2 separate regions of the Mus musculus genome follow, and region 1 is linked to region 2. The links are chromatin contacts, called in public HiChIP or PLAC-seq maps. All regions are on one chromosome and are shown on one strand. Each heading gives the region's core, a stretch centred on a gene start, on an enhancer-like site or on the middle of the called end of the contact. The rest is flanking DNA. Distances are from core to core; before and after follow the strand shown. Region 1 holds the start of Ccdc127 (coiled-coil domain containing 127). Region 2 holds the start of Slc12a7 (solute carrier family 12, member 7).

What was found. HiChIP or PLAC-seq counts read pairs in DNA pulled down with a chosen protein or histone mark.
Region 1: an H3K27ac HiChIP or PLAC-seq map of epiblast stem cells shows a contact between it and region 2, with 4 times the contacts expected there. The contact joins the promoter of Ccdc127 here to the promoter of Slc12a7 in region 2. A contact is called at or near these places in 1 of 39 promoter capture datasets (cranial neural crest), 1 of 484 Hi-C or Micro-C datasets (embryonic stem cells) and 1 of 115 datasets of contacts at active chromatin or transcription factors (epiblast stem cells).

The regions. Positions count from the first base shown.
Region 1 is chr13:74,348,716-74,353,095 of GRCm38.p6, reverse strand. It overlaps Ccdc127 (coiled-coil domain containing 127), which reads right to left and starts at 2,779. Exons shown (of 3, transcript NM_001168659.1): 1 at 2,688-2,779; 2 at 110-240. The coding sequence starts at 230. Sdha (succinate dehydrogenase complex, subunit A, flavoprotein (Fp)) reads left to right here and starts at 2,856. Exons shown (of 15, transcript NM_023281.1): 1 at 2,856-2,950. The coding sequence starts at 2,888.
Region 2 is chr13:73,762,199-73,766,498 of GRCm38.p6, reverse strand. Slc12a7 (solute carrier family 12, member 7) reads right to left here and starts at 2,802. Exons shown (of 24, transcript NM_011390.2): 1 at 2,609-2,802. The coding sequence starts at 2,732.

The DNA.
Region 1 (4,380 bases), core at 1,530-4,029, 590 kb before region 2:
CTGTCACAGAGCCACTGTATAGGATAAAACCGCACTGTACTGGCCAAATCCTAAAGACAGCAACCCGGGTACTCCTGGCATAATTTTGAACCAGAAAACCATAACTTACGAAATGCTGCCAATCCGAGCATTGGCACCAATAGGGCATAATTCCACTTGCTTCCATCACCCCCATCAGCCCTGGCATTGGGCCTGATATTCCAATTTGGGGGGTCGTTTAAGTTATTCATGGAGCTATACCTTGAAGAAAATGAAAAAAGATATTAACTATATAAAAGAAAGAGCATGGCTATTATGGTTATATCATCTATATACATTATTTTAGTCAAGAAAATAATTTTCAGCTGTATGTGCTGCACAGCATGGCATCCTATGTGATTTCAAGAAGTCACAGTGTTGTGTGGGAGGGAGGCATGTCTCAAGTGAAGTACAAGTAGAATGTAGTGATTTTTCCCTTCATGTTTAGATGTGTGGTTGTTGTAATGATTATTATCTTGTGTGTCAACATGACCAAAAAAAGGCATCTCAGCATGCCCAGCTAATTGGTTAGACATCATTCGAGGAGTGCCTGAGAAGTGTTTCTGTATGATGGTAAGCATTTGGGTGCCTATACTGATTATTTATAATAAATCAAATGTCATTTTACTGCACACATACCATCACAAACCCTAAAAAAATTACAGTTGACAATGAGCTACACATAAAGCAGTTCCACGTTAATATTGCTTAATGTCAGAGCAGGCTCAACTCACTCTTGGATTTACATAAAATTGGAATCCCCTATCAATACATTTGTCAGAATCTGTCTCCACTGTTAACTAAGTGATGCATGACTGTACATGTTTCTTATTGGTTGTCTCTGTAAGACTTTAATACAGTTGTACAGAGATAACAATAAAACAATAAAAGTGAATCCACAATAGACATTTGCTTTATATGACCTGGGGTTTGAAGAATGAGCAGTTTTCTACAGACAAAAATCAAAGAAAATCTTTTTACATGAGGATCATGATCAGGATTACAAAAATCCCTTGCTTCATATTAGGGTATAACTCACAAACTAGGCTGGATACCAATATTAATATAAATTTACTAGTTTACAAACTACCCATATTAGCCAGGCATGTTAGTGCATGCTTTTAATCTCAGAATTCAAGTTGGCAGAGGCAGGCTGATCTCTTTGAGTTTGAAGATAGTCTAGTCTACATAGTGGAGAGCCAGGTCTATACAGAGAGTCTCTGTCTCAAATAAATAAAAATAAAATAAAAAGTACCCATATTCGATGGGTGTTCTCATACTGTAAAGTCATAAAAACATTCAGCTTGCTTATATGTACAAATACAATAAACACAAAATAGTTAACCAAGATCCATGTAAGAAATACGTAATTCAACCCAAATTTTGAAAGTTTTAGTGTTTTTAACAAACCTTGTTTAACATGTTAAGATGCACAATAATGAACAATAAATATATAACCATAATACATGGCTCAGAATGTAACGGTTTATAGGAACTATAGAATTAATACGTATGACGTATGGTAGATGCCTAATTTAGAAATATGTATGTGTATATACATATATATATATGTATGTATGCACACACACACATACACACACTAAAAGCAGGCAACTTTCAAAAACCTCCTACTATGTATAGCCATCCATCAGATATCTGATGGGGAGCCCCATCTCATACCAAAAGCCTTGAAGATAGCCAAGGCTCCCATATACAATGCTGTATTTGAATATAATCTGCTCAATACTTTATCTCTAAGTCACCGATACCTAATAAGGTATAAAGGCACTTAAGTAGTTCATCTGTTTTATTTTCCCCCTTGTTAAAAAAAAAGTCTGTACATACTCCGAACAGACACATTTTCCCCAAATATATTTTATCTGCAGTTGGTTGAACCCACCAACGCAGAACCCTTGTAGGGTAAGCTGTCATATTTATTTCCTCTGCACCAACAACATCCATTTTGGGGTTATAAAGTTCAAGGAAATAATTCAAAATATAAAGTGTTGTGCATGAATATATTCCATATTTCCTTATTTATTAATAAAAAAACAAAGAAATAAAATGGGAACGGTTCATTGTAAACTTAAACAATTCAAAATAATGGTCATAAAGATTGTGCACCAAGAGGAAAACCTTAATCTAATATTAACTGAAAATTCAGGAAACAATTACGATTATTGGTTTACTTTTTATGCTATTTAATTCCACCGAACATTTCAGCTATACTCACTAGAAAAATAGAAAAACTATCTGAAAGTGATCAAATGAGAGCGCGTTTGCAATATGGGATGCTAGCCACGATCTAAGCAGCTTTCAGGATGACAACAGGCCGGGCCTCCAGCTTCCCAGCTGCTGTAACGAAGACGAAAGCTTTGGATATAGTTTCTAGTTCAGTATCCTGGCTTTTACGTAGCCCAGTGCAGCTAGCTGCTCCTTGTCCAGCCACCAAGACATCATTCCTACCTACTCTAGAAGTCCAGGGCAGTATGTACCCCCCCCCCCCCCCATTAGTTGAGATTCAAGCGCCCAACAAAACGGGCTCTTATGGAGCTTGCGATCTCCGCCCCAGGACCCTACTTCCATCTCTCCAGATCATCCGACCCTCTCTGTTTTGGCAAACAAGAACCACCCGAGAAGCACTTTAAAGACATTGGCACCTCACTTACCCCTGGAGCAGAGCCCATCAGCGTTGCTGCCACCCTACCTCAGACGTGTTGCCACCGCCGCGTTTACAGGGCGCAGGCGCACCACCACTCACGCGAGCCAGGAGGGGCGTGTTGCGCAGGCGCAGAATCTTCCAAGCCCGACACCCGCGCGACTCGGTGCGCAAGCGCAGTCTGTCGCTGGGGCTTGCGGGAAGGCAGACATGGCCGGGGTTGGCGCAGTTTCGAGGCTTCTTCGCGGGCGGCGCTTGGCGTTAACTGGGGCGGTGAGTTAGTGCCACGAAATGGCAGGCGCTAGGAGTGCGCCACGATTCCACCCGAGTTGGCCTGAGTCTGGGAAGGTGCAGTGGGCCGAAGCCGACTGCTTTCCGGCGAAGGTCACGACCCCGAGGTCGCGGGCGTGGAGTCTGGCCTTCCCCGTCTTGGTCTAGCGAAGTTCTCCAAGGTTAAAGGGAGGGACCGGCCTGTTGCATTCTGGATGCGGACGGGTCTGCGAGTAATCCGTTGGTAGTCTGGGTGTCGACACTAAGACTTATAAGTGATGAGCTTACAGGTTTTGTGTAGTGGCCTTAGCTACTGTTTTTAAATATCAAAGAGATATTTGAAGATACCAGGTGAGACTTCTGCACCGTGTTCATCCAGTCTTGCGACTTCTTTTTGCATTTGAAGAGGTACACAGTGACTCAGGGTTGCAGGGGTCTGATGTTGGCCTCCCAGATTGTCAGATCTTGTCTCAGTGCACTCTTTGCCGGTCACCTGTTATTCGTCACACTCCTAGGGTTTTATTAACGTAAACTAAATTTGACAGGTTGGGTTCTTTAAAGTTCTGTCTCACCTACCTACTTAACAATTTAATTACAAAGTAAAGGCCCTAAGACATTGAACAGTATCGACTTGCATTGTGCATCAAATTATGGCTGCAGTTGTCTATTTTCTGAAATAGATATTAAAATGCATGTTCAATGAAATGTTCAAGGGTTAGTTGGCAGCTATTCTTGCAAGGCCAGAAGGCATTTTCAAACCTTGATAATTTCTGTGATTTGTATTTGCTGCCACAAACTCCTACTTCCACCTCTATCCCTTGGGCTCTGCAAGAAGGGTTTTAAGTCCTGATCATTGAAGCCCTTTACAGGAGATAATAAGTCAGCCACCTATAATTGTAGCAGAATTCTTTTGTAGCAGAAATAGGTGAGCCCACCCCATGCCCAGGATTCACTCCACACACTCAAGGAAAAAAAAAAAAAATAATGATAGTCTGAGCCCAGCTCTGGCTAATGCCCAAAAGGAACAGTCAAGGATAGAAGATTTTTATTAACTTGTATACACCTTAGGTTTATGCTTACCACATATGTTGGCATCCTTAAATTCCTTTCCTATTCCAGATCCAGTTTATGCTTTGACCAGTTTAGACAGAGACAGGAGACTGCAAGTCTGGCCACTTAGGCAGGTGGGAGATTTGCACAGCAAAGGTATTTTTCATTGCCTGAATTGTTTTTAAGTGCATCTTTATTGTTCCTGCCTATGGGCATCTCGTCCAGCTGTCAGAATTAGGCTTTGTTAAGAAGAGAAGTGGAGCTTTATGGAATACCATATTTAAAGTTTATTGTCACCCGGGACTGCCTTCTAGAGGAATGGTCTTTGAAAGAGAAATGGGCTTACTAGTTGTAATTCGGTTTGTCTCCTTTGTTAAGGGAAA
Region 2 (4,300 bases), core at 1,553-4,052:
CAACTTGGGATCCATCTCATAAGGGGGCATTAAGGCCTGACACTATTCCTGATGTTATGATGTGCTTACAGACGGGAGCCTGGCATGGCTGTCCCCCAAGAGGCCCTACCAGCAGCTGACTGAGACAGAAGCAGATACTTAAACCCAAGCATTGAACTGAAGTCGGAGACCCTTATGGTTGAATTGGGGGAAAGATTGAAAACGCTGAAGGAGAGAGTAACCCCATAGGAAGACCAGCAATCTCAACTTACCCCCCAGAGACTGAGCCACCAACCAGGATCATACACAGGCCAGTCAGAGGCCCCTGGCACAAATATAGCAGAGCTCTCCCTTAATCTTCAAGAGACTTGAGGCCCCAAGAAAGGGAATGGCCTGGGGAGTGGAGGGGAGTACCCTCTCAGAGGCAAGAGGTTAGAGAAGTGGGATAAGGAACTGTGGGAGGGGGTACTGAGAGGTGGAGTGGGAGACCAATGACTGGAATGTAAATAAGTAAAATAATAAAAATTGAAAACAAACAAAAATAAATAATAACTAAAAATTTTTAAAAAAGCAAAGAGTTCAGGACAAACCCCAGCAGACTGTGACTACAACAAAGTCATCCCTGTCATGGTACAGCGGCTGAAGTTTCCAAAATTATCATTATAGAAATATTAAGTATACAGAGCACCAAAATGCAAGTTCTATATAAGCCCAGCCAAGTTACTCAAGTTCAGCTTGGAGCGTGAAAGGATCATTAAAACACACATACTCAGGATGTGGCTCAGTTGGTAGAGCATTTGCCTAGCAAAGTACCAAGCCCAGGTTCAATCCTGACCAGCAATTCATTTAAAAAACAAAACAAAACATAACAAAAGTGGGTGTGGCAACACACTACTGTAATACAAGCAGTTGCTAGAGGCTCCAGTCAGGAGTTCAAGGTCATCTTCAGCTACAGATTGAATTCAAGGCCGCATAAGACCTCGTCTCAAGACAACTAAGGAATTAAAAGTGCATGCTTGTCCTCTTGTTAACAGTGCAAATTTCAGGAAGCCAGACAGTCACTTCCCTTCCTAGAAGCTGAATCCTCAGCCCTGACTGGCGTCAGGCACCACTTGAGAGTCCTGATACTGTAGGGAACAAGAAATGAATCAAAAGGAAAATTACCTCTGCCTGAGACACTAATCATATAGGACATCTGCAGAATTGTAGAATTGTCTGTCTCAGGCCACTGGGCACCAGGAAGGGCTTTGGGGGCTCTACTCTGGGGGTCTCTGTGATGCTGCTGACCCTCTTCACACTTCCCTGGCTGATGGACACTGAGTTTGGACTTCTAGATTCTGCCTCCACCTTACAACTGATTTTATGTGTTTAGCCAGGCAGCAGCCCTGAGACATAGAATGCTTTGTCTGTGCAGAGAAAGCTGGACAGTCCAGCATCTCATGGAGAGGGTCACAGAGTGAGACAGGCAGGCTGCGGACCTGGGCTAGGCCACTTCCGGGCCAGCACTCCTAGTCTATGAATGCAGGCTCCTAAAAGTATGGACTAGAGGAAGCGCAGTTTCTACTGCCTGTATTCTGAGCAGCAAAAGCTCTGATGCCATATATAAAAGATCCGTCCATCTCTTGAGGATTGCACCCTCTTTTCCTTCCAGACCCAGAACCTGGAGCCCAAACCTCCAATGTAAAACTTGGGGTAGGTGCAAGGCCAGCTGCAGCTGTAGGTCTGTGCTGGGTCCTCTCACCTATTAGGGCCTATTAGGATCTAGGTCTAGAAGAGAGTTGGAACAGGGAGGAAGCAGTCAGTTCAAGGTGACTTGCCATCAGCAGAGAGGGTGCTGAGAAGTAGGATGGAGAGAGATTCCCAGGCCCATCACCACCCCGTGGAAAGTGAAAGTGCCAGAGAGCTCCGGATCCAAGGAACAAAGAGCAGCAAAGAGAAGCCCGCGCTCAGAGTGCGCAGCCCCCTCCCCAGGCTTACACGGGCCTCTGTCCTTCCTCTAAGATCCCAAGGGAAGTTTGGCTGGTCCAAGGTCAGTGGAGGCAGATCTGGGATCCCAGTCGGATTTATCGGTTGACCACACTGGGCCATCCTGGAGCAAAAGAAAGCTTGCCCAGAGGAAGCTGTCCGTCAGTGAGATCACCCATCCAGGGGTCTGTACCTCCAGCTCTCCCAGGTACCACCTAGACACCTGGGCCTTCCCGTTCCATAGGTACCTCCAGTAGCTCTGCAACTCCTCCCTAGTCCCGTCAGAGTTGCCAAACCAAGTAGTTTCCGGTGCTCCAGCCTCGATGCTCCAGTCAGGCCATGCAGAGAGGTGGGAACCGCGCCCCCAGGGCTGACTGAGTCAGGCCAACAGGGAGATATGCAGCGGGCGCCTCAAGCAAGGAGCAGAGCACTGAATTCAAGAAACTGAACGAACAGGGCCAACAAACCACCAGCCCAAGAATCCTCTCCCGGTCTCGGGTCACTCCTCCGAGCCAGGCAGATACCAGTTGGCCCTTCTGACCCCTTCCCATCGCCCCGCTACGCGCCGCGCGGGCCGCCGCCAACCAACGAGTCAGAGCGGCCCAGCGGCAGCAGAAGGGCCCAGCCTCTGCCTTTGTCCCGTTGCAGGTGCGGCCAAGCTCACCCGGCGTAGGGGAGGTTTGATCCACGCTCTCGGGAGACTCGGGTTCTTCCGTGCGCTCAGCAGCTTCGTCCCCGGCGCCGTCGGCGCGCGCCTCCACCGGCACCACCGTAAAGTTCGTGGGCATGGCTCCGTTAGACTCTGCTGTCCCTCGCAGCCACACGCTGCTCCAGAGCAGCCGCCGGACTCCGGCGTAGGGGCGGGGTCCGCCCGGCCCGCCCTTGCCCGCCACGTGACCTCACCTGCCCGCCCCCACGGCTCGGGAAAAGTTTGCCCGGGGCGGGGTCGGGAGGCTTCCGGAACGACCACGCCCACCAGACGCTCCACCCCTTAAAACTCCGCCCCTGTAGCCACAGTCTCAGGGTTGCCCCGCCAGAGCCCTGTACCCTCAAGGACTCGGTACGCACAAACCCAACCCCTAGAGGCCACCGCTGAATGAACTGCCCACAGATGCAGACCTCCCTCAGCATAAGAGACACCAGTTCCTCCCCGCAGGACCGCGTCCTCCTCCCATTCCTACTCACAACACAGGCTCAGAGCCCTCCCGCCCTCCAAGAGCCTGTCATTCACCACTTCCACAGCTTCAGTTCTTCCATTCTCATTCCAAACTCCCGTGGGGCTCTTCTCCCACCACCCCACAGGTCATGGCTCCTTTCTCTCAGTTTGCAGCTCCTCATCTCCACCAACGCTGGTGATCTGGGCCCAGGCCCTGACCAGGTCAGGCTGCTAACCTAGGCCAGGGAGTAATGGCCAATCAGGGGACGCTGTGCACCCTGGGGTTAAGTAATCCCACCCAAGAAGGTCACTGGGCTCTGGGACAGGCCTAGCCAGCCAAGCCCGAGACTCTTTGTACCTGCTGGCAGGAGTGTTCCACGATCCAACCTGGGGAACCCTTGCAGCCCAAACTTGGAGGGTGGCAGTTCCTCCCTTTGGCTCCAAGGGCAGGTAAATTCCGAAGGTAGTAGTGACAGGAAGATCCGAGCAAAGAGTTCCAGAACACCACATGGTGGAAGTCACAGATCTTCCGGAATTTCAGGACCTTGTGCATTTTCAATGAAAGACTGGTGAAAAACTGGAAACAAATATTCTTCAAGAGAGAATGGAACTAAAATGTTAGGGTATCATACCCAACACATCCTACAAAAAGCCATAGCCCCCAGGTGCAACAAGTCACCCAAAACTGTTTTAGATGGTCAAAGAGAAACACAGGTGATATGCCTAGAGCTGCTCACAACCTGTGGAACAGGGCCAGCCAGGTGGCCTGGCCCAGTTCAATCAGGGACACGGACTGGAAGGCAGCTGCCGGACCAGTGACACCGCTGGGATAGGCTGAGATACGGGAGTTAAAGGGATTTGCATATCCTACCGATGAGAATAAAACATTTTGAAACTAACTCAGAAAAGCCATTTCTGGGAAAGCCCAACTGTACCCAGTATGGCCGGCTTTCTGCCCTCTGCCAGGAAGGAGCTTGGGGGAAACATGGGCCACTCAGGAATGGCCTCTTATACAGTTTCCAGCTCCTATGGGGGATAGGGCACAACTTGCTCAGATCATACTGTCACCCCACCTCCCTCCAGGAGCTATCCATAGCAAATAGGGAAGGGCTATCACCTGTTTCCCCTGCTCAGCTGGACCTTAGGTGGAAATAGTGACCACCTTCTCCTCCTCAGAACACCCTCCAGACTGGCAAACAC